Regions from separate parts of the Mus musculus genome. Here region 2 is linked to region 1. The links are chromatin contacts, called in public HiChIP or PLAC-seq maps. All regions are on one chromosome and are shown on one strand. Each heading gives the region's core, a stretch centred on a gene start, on an enhancer-like site or on the middle of the called end of the contact. The rest is flanking DNA. Distances are from core to core; before and after follow the strand shown.

What was found. HiChIP or PLAC-seq counts read pairs in DNA pulled down with a chosen protein or histone mark.
Region 2: a CTCF HiChIP or PLAC-seq map of the NIH/3T3 cell line shows a contact between it and region 1, with 14 read pairs. The contact joins two enhancer-like sites. A contact is called at or near these places in 11 of 39 promoter capture datasets (the 3T3-L1 cell line, 3T3-L1-derived adipocytes, the C10 cell line and 7 more), 7 of 15 datasets of contacts at CTCF or cohesin (CD8 T cells, the NIH/3T3 cell line, embryonic stem cells and 3 more), 152 of 484 Hi-C or Micro-C datasets (the 3T3-L1 cell line, 3T3-L1-derived adipocytes, B cells and 82 more), 37 of 115 datasets of contacts at active chromatin or transcription factors (the 230-238 cell line, the NIH/3T3 cell line, PVALB interneurons and 23 more) and 2 of 9 other capture datasets (embryonic stem cells and embryonic trunk).

Annotation. Positions count from the first base shown.
Region 1 is chr6:50,956,062-50,962,262 of GRCm38.p6, forward strand. No RefSeq gene overlaps it. Among named protein-coding and RNA genes, the nearest start is that of Gm31686, 15 kb to the left of the region's middle. RefSeq lists an enhancer at 895-2,177. Within about 2 kb of position 3,645, at least 13 of the 459 cell types and tissues checked have an H3K27ac peak or open chromatin away from gene starts, as enhancers often do. A contact at or near this core is called in the NIH/3T3 cell line, the STO cell line and stem cell-derived germline stem cell-like cells, where this site is marked.
Region 2 is chr6:51,168,011-51,174,211 of GRCm38.p6, forward strand. No RefSeq gene overlaps it. Among named protein-coding and RNA genes, the nearest start is that of Gm32328, 4.7 kb to the left of the region's middle. Within about 2 kb of position 2,626, at least 195 of the 459 cell types and tissues checked have an H3K27ac peak or open chromatin away from gene starts, as enhancers often do. A contact at or near this core is called in the NIH/3T3 cell line, the STO cell line and stem cell-derived germline stem cell-like cells, where this site is marked.

The sequences.
Region 1 (6,201 bases), core at 2,395-4,894:
AATCTTTACTTTTAAATATGGAAGTTTAGGATGCTGAAGGCAACTTGAGATACTACTGCAAAGCAGGAAAGGATACCATGGAGCATACAGGAAGCCCAGCCTCCTCCCTCCTCCCTCCTCCCTCCTCCCTCCTCCCTCCTCCCTCCTCCCTCCTCCCTCCTCCCTCCTCCCTCCTCCCTCCTTCCTCCTCCCTCCTCCCTCCTTCCTGCCAGGGTCTGACACTGAACCTTAGGCTAACATTTTGCTTCAGGATGGGTGACAGGATAGATACAGGAATGGTGGGGCCTGTGGCTCAGTTTACCTGGAGAGTCCCAGAGTCTCCACCCACCCTCCTCCCACGTGGCGCCCAAACTCATCAGACTCTGGCTTATGGGTGGCTCTTCTAGTCTTAATAACAGATTTATTGAAACAAACCAGTTTGTTGACACCTCAGCTCCACCTTCAAATCCCTGTCCTGGTGGACCAGCCAGGAGAACTCACGGGCCACCACCACTGCACCCAGGAGTTAGACTAAAAGGCATCAGGAAGGAGCAAGCCCTTCAGCCAGGACCCGGGAATGGTTCTGCTTTTAACCACAATCCCTGCAAACAGAGGCATACAAAGAACCATCCACACTGTAAGAAAATTCACCTAGTCTGTGTATGCCTGTTTATTAAAAAGCAAAGCCTAGATCGATGGTCAAGCATAGTTTTTCTGCCTAGTTCTTAGACCACCATATCTTAAGGCTTTAAGGTCTCTGCTTACAAACCACAGCACTGCACTCTCCCAGTGACACAAACACATGTGGGGTAGATCTGAAACTGAAATTGCACTGGGTGTTTGTACTGTATCTGGCCGTCTTCTTCCCTAACGCCCATTGCTGGTGATTCATGAAGCATTTTACGGTTATGACTTCTTCTGATCAAAGGGATTTCAAGAAATAACTACCTAGTAATGATAGCAGCTCGGGATTGGGCAGCCTATCAAAGACGTGCGAGAGGACCTCCCAGCATCTCAGCAGTCATAATACAGACAGAGGCCTACGTGTCTCTCTGGAAGTAGACCTACTCGGTCATCAGAGAGAAGAGAGCACCAGCAACAAACCAAAAACTCATCAAGGAACAACCGATCTTCAAGACTCAGGGGACACTGTGTGAAGAGCCTCTGTACTAGGTCACCCTGTACCAACCTTGAGGAACACTGGCCAGAGTTTTTCCTCCCTAACCTCTGAGAGAGTGGAGACGGAGACCTCAGCTTGGCATTTTGGAAACCATAATATCATGCCAGAGGCTCTGGTTATTTTCCACTTTCTTCCCTTTGTATCCCAGCCAGGGTTTTCACCTGGTTTCTCATAAAGCGAGCTAATATTTATAGGTGGGAAACAGTGCTGGGTGCCTTGATAAGCTGAAAACAACACTTAAATGTGTGTGTGGAGCACTTAATCACAAGATCTGGGATATATAAACACGCTACATACTATCCCCCTCCTGCATTTGGGGCCTCAAAATTTGATCCAAGTCTGGGAGTTAAAAAGTCCCATTTTGTGTAATCAGGTTCTAGTTGAACATGATTGCTGAATTATTTTAAATTGAAGACACATGTCTGGGGGTTGAGCTCTATGTATTATTTCAGGATGGTGTCCATTAGGTCTTATCCACAGGGGCTATCTTCAACTTTTGCCACATTCAATGCATTCTTCATACATCAGCATTTGCAAAATAGTGAATCATATATAACGGAAAATTGGAGGAATGTGGTCCTCGTTAAAGGGTGATTTTTTGGAAATTATCTTGAATGCATTATTCAGACCCAATTCTAGTCTCCCCTGCTAAGGGTCCTGGTACTTGTTGTAAAAGTTCTAGGGGAAAAAAGAATATTTTACAGACAGTAACATTGCATAAATAAATACAACCATGCATCCATTGTGCAAGGGCCTTGTGCGAGGCTACATCTTTAAAGACTTTACAACTGAATCAACATTTGGGTTAACTTCTTGCCCGTCCCAAACACTTTAAGTGTCTTAATTGCAGATATAAATTGCTGCCACAGCTTTTCACCAAATGTGTTTGTCCCTGAATCAAGGCCCTGCCAGACTTCACCTTGGCAGGGCAGCTGGATTGTTCTGACTTGAAGGTCACTTGCTTCCCGTTGGGGGACAGTTAGGGTAAGGAGAACTGAAAAACTGAGTCTGGTGGGTATCCAAACACTTCAAAGATGTCTTCCGTGCTGGGCGATGGGGCATCTGTCCCGTGGATGCTCATTTGTAGAGCGTTAGGAGGCATAACTCGGGTATCAGAAAATTTACTCAACATAGATAGTTCAATAACTTGCAGTGAATGTAGAGAGTAGAGAAACTGCAATATTGGTCTGTTTAGGTCATCTGCATCACCCCCAAAAGAAACTCCAGACTCACTTAAAATCCCATTACTCCTTTGATAGCCACTAATCTATTTTCTGTCTCTGGTTTCCCTTGTAGGGCATTTCACAGAAATGGAATCACTCAGACTATGCTCTGTTTTGTCTGGCTTTTTTCACTTAGCATAACTTTTTTTTTATACTTTACATCTTGCTCACTGTCCCCCTCCTGTCCATCCCACCACAATTCTTCCTCCACCCACCTTTCTCTGAGCAGGAGTGGGGGGCCCTGGGTATCTCCCCTTTCCCTGGGACATCAAGTCTCTGCGAGGCGAGATGCATTCTCTTCCACTGAGGCCAGAAAAAGCAGCCCAGCTAGAAGAACATATCCCTCGTACAGGCAACAGCTTTTGGGATAGCCCCTGGTACAGTTGTTCCAGACCCACATGAAGGCCACAGCTGCACACACATCTGCAACATATGTATGGAGAGGCCTAGGTCCAGCCATGTTTGCTCTTCTTTGGTTGGTGGTTCAGTCTCTGAGAGCCCCCTGGGTCCAGGTTAGTTGACTCTGTTGATCTTCCTGCAGAGTTCCTATCCCCTTCTGGGCCCACAATCCTTCCTCGTATTCTTTCATAAGAGTCCCCAAGCTCCATCCACTGACTGTGAGTGTCTGCATCTGTCTGAATCAGCTGGTAGGTGGAGACTCTCAGAGGACATCGACTTAGCATAACTATTTTAAGATTGGTCCACATTTCAAATGTGACTACTTTGTCTACATTGCTGGGCACCAGTTCACTGAGCAGGTATAAGACATTTAGTTTACCTAGGCATCCGCTGATAATTTGTGTTGCTTTTACGTTGTAGCTACTGTGAAGGAGGCTGCAGGAACATTTCTGTAGGTCAACTTGAGGTAGGATGTCTATTGTCATCCACCATGATCCTTAAGCTGCATTTAATTTGTTTAAATTTATCACTTAGGTTCTTCTTAAAGCTGCCTATTGGATAAGAACATTCCAGAATGAGGTAGTTTCAAGAAGGTTTCAAGAAACAATTTTTTAATCAGAGTGAGAACATTAGTGATTCCAGGGCATGACTGGTTAAAATAAAGAAAAGGAATCTTTGGGAGGAAGTTTCCAGACCAAGGAAGCTTGAAGATGCTCAGAGCCCCTTCTGTGCCCATCACCGGCCAGTCTCTCCAGCACTTTAACCTACCTCCTGCACCCCACTGTGCAAATATTCCTCCAGCAGCCCGGGGCACATGCAGCCTGATGCCTGGAAGTCCTGCTGACTTGAATAACAGGAGGCAGCTCCTGGAGAAGCCAAGTTGGAAATGGCAGGAGAGGTGAAGAGGTCAGGACACGGGAACAGGGGTTGTCAGGCTCTGTTTATCCCCACTTTCCACAGCTTCAGCAGCCCATAGGAGACTTGGCAGCCCTGTCATCAAGAAACGCGCTCTCTACCTGTTGGGAATCCAGCTAGATCACAAAAGGGCCTTACATACTACCCCAGTCATATGTGTAGGGCCAGAAAAAAAAAATCTCACGTCATGAGAAACCCCTCCATGGGGTCCGTGGTGGGGAGCCGGCGAATGGAAGGAAGCATACTACAGATCTACGCCGAAGCCCAGTGCCTCGTGCACTTTGCTGTGACCCCGGCTGTGACTTTGGTTGGGTCAGTAGTCTCTCTCGGGCCTTGATGTCCTTCTTAAAAAGTGAAGAAGTGGATGTCAGGATTCTTGCTTAAGTTTTTTTTTCCCCCCACATCCACTATTCTGTATCTCCGATGACTTTCGAAATGTTTACTCTTTTGAAACACACTGAGATTTTAAGGCAGCATCGTTGCACTGAAAGCAATCAGCGCACGGATACCAAGGGACACAGTCTGGAACAGTGACTGGTGTATAATTAGCGTTTGGAACACTTTTTTTTTTTTTTTTAATGCCACCCTGTGTCTCAGCGGCAGTCATTTTGCAGATGGAAAAATTGTTGATTTTTCTACATATCCTCTTGCAGGTTGTTTAGCTGATTGGCATCAGGGTTGGGAATTGGACCCACATTTTAGGGCTTTCAGACCCTTATTGTGTCAATTAATCAGAATTGCCTGAGAAGAGAGAAACTAATCACTGGAGAGTGGAGAGTGCTGTGACTCAGGTACCGCCAGGAAGTCTGACTCACTGGCCAAATACAACATCTCGTTTCTTCCTGGTTTTATCTTCTGACTTAGGCTCTTTGGGGAATCACGAGAACACGCTGGAGAAAGAAGAGGGTGGGCAGTCAAAATGCCATGATAATGAGACTAATATCTCTTTCTCTCCCTCTCTCCCCCCCCCCACCCCAATCTGGAATAAAGGATGTTCGCAATGAGAAGACTGACAACACATTCTCCCCCTCCTCCTTTGTGGCCTATGTCCTCTCTCTCCCATGGAGCCAGGAGGCATCTCCCTTCCAGTCCACATAAGATGTATAAGCCAGCCCTTGAGAGCTTAACGTGTTTTCATTACAATGGTAAAGTGCATCTCTATCCAGCAGTCTCTGCCTGCTTCATGTGGTAAGAAACAGCTATAGAGTCTATGAGCATGCGAGCATGCCTGTTCCTTTGAACTCCATGAAGAGAATTCCTAAGTCCTGGTATTCTGCCTGTATTCCTAAGTCAGTGACTAGCCTGGTAGTTGAAAGCAATATGGGGACAGATGGTAGGAAATGGATATTGTGTAATCACTACCTTCTCACAAATGCTGGCCTGGGATTTTGATGAATCTCCACAAAGTGCCATGGAACTTGTGCTAGACTTGGTGGAGACCTACAACTGAAATGTGGATGCCCGAACATCAGGGCTGGGAGAGAGGGGGCAGTTAAGACAAAACATCACTGCCATTTTGTGGTCCCTCCCTGTCAATCAGAACCACACGTCTTTTAAGACACAGAAAAAAAAAAGCAATAAGGTACCTTTCCATGGACACACTAATCTGTTATGGAAAGAAAATCCCATATCAGAGATTTGGATTCTCCAATGATATCAATTCTCTTTTGGATAGGCAGCCTAGTGTTTAAGAAGAAGGAAAAAGTAGCTTCAAAAGTTTTTTTTTTCCTCTACCCTTTGAGTTTAACTAAAAGGGTAGAAAAAGCCACGTGGCATTGTCGGAAGATCCTGACACCTTCCTTTGATATTTTTTTTTCTGTTTAGATATCAGACAATCTTTCTTTGCTTCATTTTTTTTTCATTTGTAAAATAGAAGTTGTCAGTAGTTCTCTTACAAACCAAGCACTGGTTATCCTGGCTGAATTCTTGCCAAAGCACCTTAAGTGGGTATGGGATAAAGTGAGGCTAGCGGCACCTCTTGGGGCCCGTGTGGGTTGGTACTGATCCCAGGCACAGTGTGCACGATGCTGATCCCTCCTCCCACTAGCCCAGCTTTCATCAGTGTATGGAGCAATCAAGATGCTTCTGCTAGCTCCGGCTCCTTGCCCACTGCTATTAGCTTATTCCACGGCAAAGAATTATATTTCCTCTTTCCCTGAATATTTCAAAACAGTACAAATAATGTATAAGTCCATAAACATAGGAGTGCTTTGGATTCTTCGTAGGTTAATTTTGAGAAAAGAAAAAGAGCATGTTACATCTCTCTAGCCTCCTGTTCAGAAAGGCAGACACAGTGGGCTAACGCATGTGTCTCTTATTCTAAATCCCTGTCATCCAAATGCAGAAAAGCAAAGGGTTTGGAGGTGGTGGTTTGTGTTTTTAAATTCCTGCTCTGCAGCTTTATGTCTCGATGAAAAAGAACTCAGCTTCAGTTTCATTATCTGTGCAGATCGGTTTGCTAATCTCAGTCACAGTGACTTGACAGAATCATGACGATTAGACATT
Region 2 (6,201 bases), core at 1,376-3,875, 210 kb after region 1:
TCCTGTGTTCTGTCACTTGGACATCCGCTGCTCTTCCTTATGCTTGTGACCCTTCTTCCCCCACGTACCCAGACTACAGCCATTTAGTATGAGCGCCGAGGATCAAATGGAAATGGCAAAAGAAATCACTATAGGGAAGCTAAGAAAAGTGTTCAAGGCCCAGCCTGACAATATTTTTGGGAGAAAGACACGTGGCTCCTTGTTGTTCTATTCTTGGTCTGCGTCGCCCCCTGGTGGCCTCTCCAGAAGGAATAGGGCGGGTCGGGGCTCAGTTCCCCAAGGTTCTGGTCTGTGTCTTGAGGGATGGAGTTGCTTTTTGCAATGGTCTGGTGCCCAGTAAGTTGTAAAGAACAGGGAGCAGGGAGGGGTGGAGTGAGGCGCACGACACTGAGGGAAGATCTGAGCGGAAGGAAAGGAATTTTTTTAAAAATTGTATAGGGCAAAAGGCTCATGCTTCTCCACAAACAAAAGAACACTGGAACTAGATAAAAATGGATAAATGATTGATGGTAGATGATAGGAAGGAAGGAAGGAAGGAAGGAAGGGAGGAAGGAAGGAAGGAAGGAAGGAAGGAAGAAGGAACTATCGTTTTACAGTCAAGAAACTGAGGTCCAGAAACGGGATTTGCTGGGGAAATCAAGTTGCTAGTGACGAATCCTCCTCGCCCCTTCTGGGGTGACATTGTTGAAGGGATCACACGAAGTGGGGAAGGATTGGGGCGTCAGCAAAGGAGGGGACTCGCTCTGTAGATTAGAGATCACGGTTCCAGTCACCACGTCCCGGGGTGGGAAAAACTGAGGGGTGTTCCAGACCCTTGCGAACCCTGGGGCGCCCCACCCAGGCCCGCTGCAGGCTGACACAAAGCAGGCGCCCCGGGCGGCACTCAGGCTGGGGCGGGAGAGCTTGATTGATGGACCCCGGAGGCGGCGTAGGGTGAGAGCCGGTGCTCATCCCCGCGCTCCTAGCAAGGAAAGGCTGATTTACAGCGCCCGGCGGGACGCCGGTGAGGTCCCTGCAGAAATGAAACCCGCTCTGGGGCCCGGGGGCACTGCGGCCTTCCATCCAGCCTGGGTTTACGGAACTGCCAGCCAATCTGCCCCGCAAGCCCTGAACCCACGCTTGCCCGGAAGATGCCAAAGTCTCAGACTGAGAAGTTAGGAAGGGCAGCTGGCCCCATAGTCCTCCTCCAGGACCCTTCTCCGTTTGTTTAAAGACGCTTTTTTTTTTTCCTTAAAGCACTGAAAAAAACTCAATTCCATCCACCCCATAAAAGGGAACTATGCGTACCCAAAAATTCTTACTTAAGTTTCTAAGTGTGTTTTGTTTCGGAAGATAAAAGGCCAATAAGTTTATAGGCAGTAAAAAATAAGAAACTTAAGATTGGGACTTCTGGAGAAGTAATTCTAACTCAAAGATAGTGTTAGGCCCTCCTGTCTGTCCCCTGCAGTTTGTGAAGTTGACTCTTAGGCACCAGAGCTGAAGTAACGCAGGTTCGGGATCCAGAGATAGGGTGTAAAGTAAACTCAGTTAGGGGGCCGCAGGAGAGAGGACTAGAGAAACCACTCTAATCACTGGCTTCTAAATAAAATTCAGCAGACGGGAAACCCAAAGTAACAAGCCTATGAATCGCTATTTTGTAGGACGAGGGCCTCGTGGCTGGATTCTGAGTGATTTTTTTTAAAGTAATAAATATGCCTTTTTCAGAGTTATTTTTTGAAGACTGGGTACGATTTTAAATTTCATGACTATTAGGTATAGTGATCCAAAGCGGAGTACAGGGGTTTTTGTGGGTGGGTGAAGAGGCCGCGTGGTCAACCCGTAATATGTTCGTGGAAACTGCAGAGCTCGCCTGTCAACTTGATTTTCTTTTCTTTCTTCCCTTCTCCCCTCTGAAAATACCATTAGCTCTTAGTCTGGCCTTGGGGTTGTGGTCGCACGAACACCTCTCTTCCTGATAAGTCCAAAGAGAAAAACATATACACTGGAGGTGCCAGAGATAAAGCTTTCCCGGGGTTTCATCCTCGTGTCTTCCGCTGGAGTTGGCAAAACAAAAGCGCTGCCCTAGAAACGATACTAAAGCACAGAAAGTCCTTCCTGTGACCGAGGTCCCAACACGAATCGCTGAAAGAGCCGGGTGTGTTAACTGCAAATGTGTCCGAAAGCAGCAACGCAACCTTCGGCTCCCGGGCTGCGACCAGGCAGGCATCTGGGGAAAGGAAGAGTGGTCGTTGGAAAATTAAGCTTTCCCCTCCAACTTTAATTTCACTTTAATTCCTAAAAAACCGAAAATGACACTCCCGAAGCGCGGCCGCCTCGATCCCTTATGGCCGCCCAGTTCCCTTTAAGGAAAAGTTTTTGCAAACACTGAATGTGTAGTTTACTCTAAAACTTGACTGGGCAAAAGTCTCAAGAGGAAGCTTCCCATTAAAGCAACAACCAACAAACTGATTTTCGTAATATGTAGCTTTCTAATAGTACAAGGGTGTCCCACTTCACTCGGTTATAAAATATAAAACTGTTTGGTTATTAATTTTTCTAAATTACTTGCAGAATTTGGGGAGAGTGCTGAGAGGCAAAGAAAAGATGAGCCTTATGCCATCTGGCGGTAACACGTGGAACTTCACGACAGCCACCAAATTCCACTGACCTGTAGGTCTGAACCTACAGGGATTTCTTCACCAAACGGCTGTGTAAACTTCGTCCTCTTGAGACGAAGAAGGACGATCTTCGTTACAGAAGATTAGATTTGAGGATAAAAATATTAGCAAAAACAAAAAACAAAAACAAAAAAACGGGGATAGATTCTGAAAGTCTGTAGCCACATAGATATTTTTAAATGAACCATCATACCTCTTGGGGAATTTTTAATGATCATTTATATTCAGTGACAAAAAAGTTTAAGAAAGGCTAAAGCGAGCAGTAGAATTGAGTATTTCGTACAGTTTGGCAGTAGTTTCTGCAGTACCGGCTACTGAACACGTGGGGGCGTACTCAAGTTTCCTCTGATCTCTGGTAATATGATTCCTTCACTTATTTGCATGACTTGTTGTGATTGGATAATATGTTTTAAAAACGTCAATTATACGTCAGACCATAGTTAGCCAATCAGCAGCCTATTGTAGCGTGATTGGTTTCCACTAGAGGTGTCAATCATCCGAAATTTGCATACTAGTCCTCCAACAGGCTGGAGCCTGTCAGTTTGCTGTGGCTGCTAGAAGAGCAGGAGTCGGACGGAGAAGAATGAAAATATACTTTTGCTCTAGCAAAGCGAAAGAAAAATATCGTTTTTACTCATCGTTTCAAAAATTAATTCAGCTATATATCTACCTAATAAAATAAGGACTTTCAATGAAACAAAAATAAGCAGCTATCAAAGCCTTGGTTATTAATTTTAGGTTTGCTGCTTAAAATATCAATAAGTAGTCAAACGAATAATAAAACTCCTAAAATTAAGCTAACAATTTTTTGTTACAAATGATCATTGTCAAATTAAAAATGAATATGACATTTATAAATAAATGTATTTACAAAATACTGCTTTCAGTACATAGGCAAGCTAAAAGCTTGGCTTCGTAAGAAAAAACACAGAAAAGAGAATCTAAAACAACATTTTTTACTTTATCAATAATGACACGCTTAGATCATCCTCTCCTCCGTATTTATTTACCGTGCATTCACAGACTGGAATGCTTTTGTTTGCACATTTCTCCTCACATAAACACTTTTTTTTTAACGGAAAAAAAATCTGTAGGGCCTGTGAAGAAGTCATGGACAGTTTTAAATTTAGAAATTCGTAAAGCCAAACACTTAGATTCTCGACTAGATCTTCCAGGAATATTGTAATTTAAAACATGCCCAGCTTCACAAGGCGTTTATTATTGCCCTAAAATACGTGCAGGAAGGAATCCGCGGCCGGCCGGAGTGAGGAAACAATCCGGGCCTCTCGCTTCCAGACGCTGGAATTTGGATGCAAGCGGGCAGCGGCCCAGCGGCTGCAGCTGCAGACACCGGCCCTCGCCTCTCAAGAATTTTGTAGCAGGCGTTAACAGGCATCTACACAAACCGGGTTTGATCCTTCTGTATAAAGCCGGTCCTGGAATGATTTCCAAATTTTCCACTCAGTAGTGAGCGGACTTGTCCTTCCGCGGTTTTGTCTTTTTGTTTGTACGTATGTTTGGGGATGGGGCGGGTAGTTTTGTTTGTTTATTTGTTTGTTTGGTTTTTTTTCTGTCACTATTCTTTAGTGGCTGCACTTTTCTAATTTTCTTCCTTTACGTATTTTTTTCCTCTTTATTTATTTTTTTTCCTTCCACCCAAGCACTCTTACAGTGTGTCTTTTTCTCGGGCCTCTTCGATTACAAGCCGCTTAGAGAGCTGTGGCAGATGTGTTTGTGAGAAGCCACACAGGGCTGGAGTGATGCTGGCTATTAGTGGAGTGCCTAGGACTACGATACCTGGGACATTGAGGGCTTGAATTGTGTGCTTTTCCGGAAATGCACGAATAACACGGCTATAAAAATAAACTTCTGGCGATTTTAAGTGGATTCCTAGAGGAAAGCAAGCCTCCTATTTCTCTTTACTCCCTACCAACAGTTAGCCTGGTGAAGACCGTCCTCAGTGAATCCCTTCCAGGCCCTCCTAGAGGATCTGTGGAGGACCGGGCACAACAATCTGACTCAGCGGGAAATGCCTGCAGCTAGGACTGCACCCCACCAGTGTCAGCACCCACCACCTCGCCATAGGTCTCTTTCACCTTAGCTCTCTTCCTTCTCCTTACACCTCATTTCTTTCTTTCTCTCCCCCCCTTCCTTTCTCTCTCTCTCTCTCTCTCTCTCTCTTTCTCTCTCCATCCCTCTCCCTCTTTCTTTTTTCTATGTGTCTCTGTCTCTGTGTGTCTCTGTCTCTGTGTGTCTCTGACTGGCTCACTCATCCACGCACGCGCACTTGTTTCCCCCTGGCTGTCAATCACACCCGCACACCCTAGAACGCTTGCGCACTGGAAAAATCCAGCCTCCCACCAACCCCACGCCCTTTCTACTCGTCACCCTGCCATATTGACCAATAAGAGCATGGATCTGGGGGCGGACTTCGAGAAATAAACCAATGAGAGAGCGATTGGAAGCTAAGGCTCAAGAGAAGTAAATCCTTCGTGGTCCGCATTGAGTCGCTTGGGCGATGATTTATGCGCCCCTTTTATTATTTGTAACACTTTGGGAAGTTATTAAGAGGAAGATCTACTGCTTCCTCTTTTGGGGGTGGAACTGGATAGTAATATTTGTCACTGGCGGGTTTTAGGGTAGAGTGGTGCGAGGTGGAAGGCCGTCGGAGACTGGTTTGTTTTGTGGGTACTGTTTTTCATTACACGACAGATTACCCTTTTCATTACAAGCTGTAGACAGGGCCAACTTCGAAGGTCTTCTTGGCTGAATGATCTTGGATTACTCAGAGAGCTGAAACCTGATGCCTTTTGACTTGCCTGTCTATACCCCCGGCACTAGAAGGAGCCATTTGGGGAAGATGTTGCAACCTCTAGTTGCAAGAGAAAGTAAACAGACTCCCCTCACTCAGGTCCCCTCCCGAGCACCGAGCAAATCTCCTTGTGCTTTTCCCGCCTGGATGCTCATTAAGTCTTAGTTGACTCTGAGGCGGATGCAATAAAACATGGATGGTTTCAGAACCCCAAACAAACCGAGTTTCTGTTTTACTCTCAGCCGGACCACACCCCCTGCCTCTCCACTCTCCCCCCACCCCCACCCCCCCAAGGAAATTGCATTTTCAACTAGCGCCTCCGGGAAAGAACTGCGGGAGACGATTCCGCTCGGAAGCTTGAATGTCGGGGAGGGGGGAATAAAGAGCAGCGTGGAAAGAGCACCCCACAGTCCCGGGCCCTGGAAGACTGGAGAGCTAAGAGGACCATCCAGGAATCCGCACTACCCGGAGGTGTGATGAGCTAAGCGAAGTTAGCACTCGCCCAGAGATGAAGGCCAAGCACCTCAACCTAGCCCTCTTCCCGGGAAGGCCAGCCTCCCTGGGGGACTAGGCTAAGGGCTTTGGATGGGAAGAAAGTGCCAAAGAAAAGAAGAGTTACAGATTTGCTACCTCTGATCTCCCAAACAGAAAGTGGATGTTCAAACGTTAAACACTATTCCCGGAGGACAGGGATGGGGGAGGGGTCTTTCTGTTTCTAGACCACTGACAGGA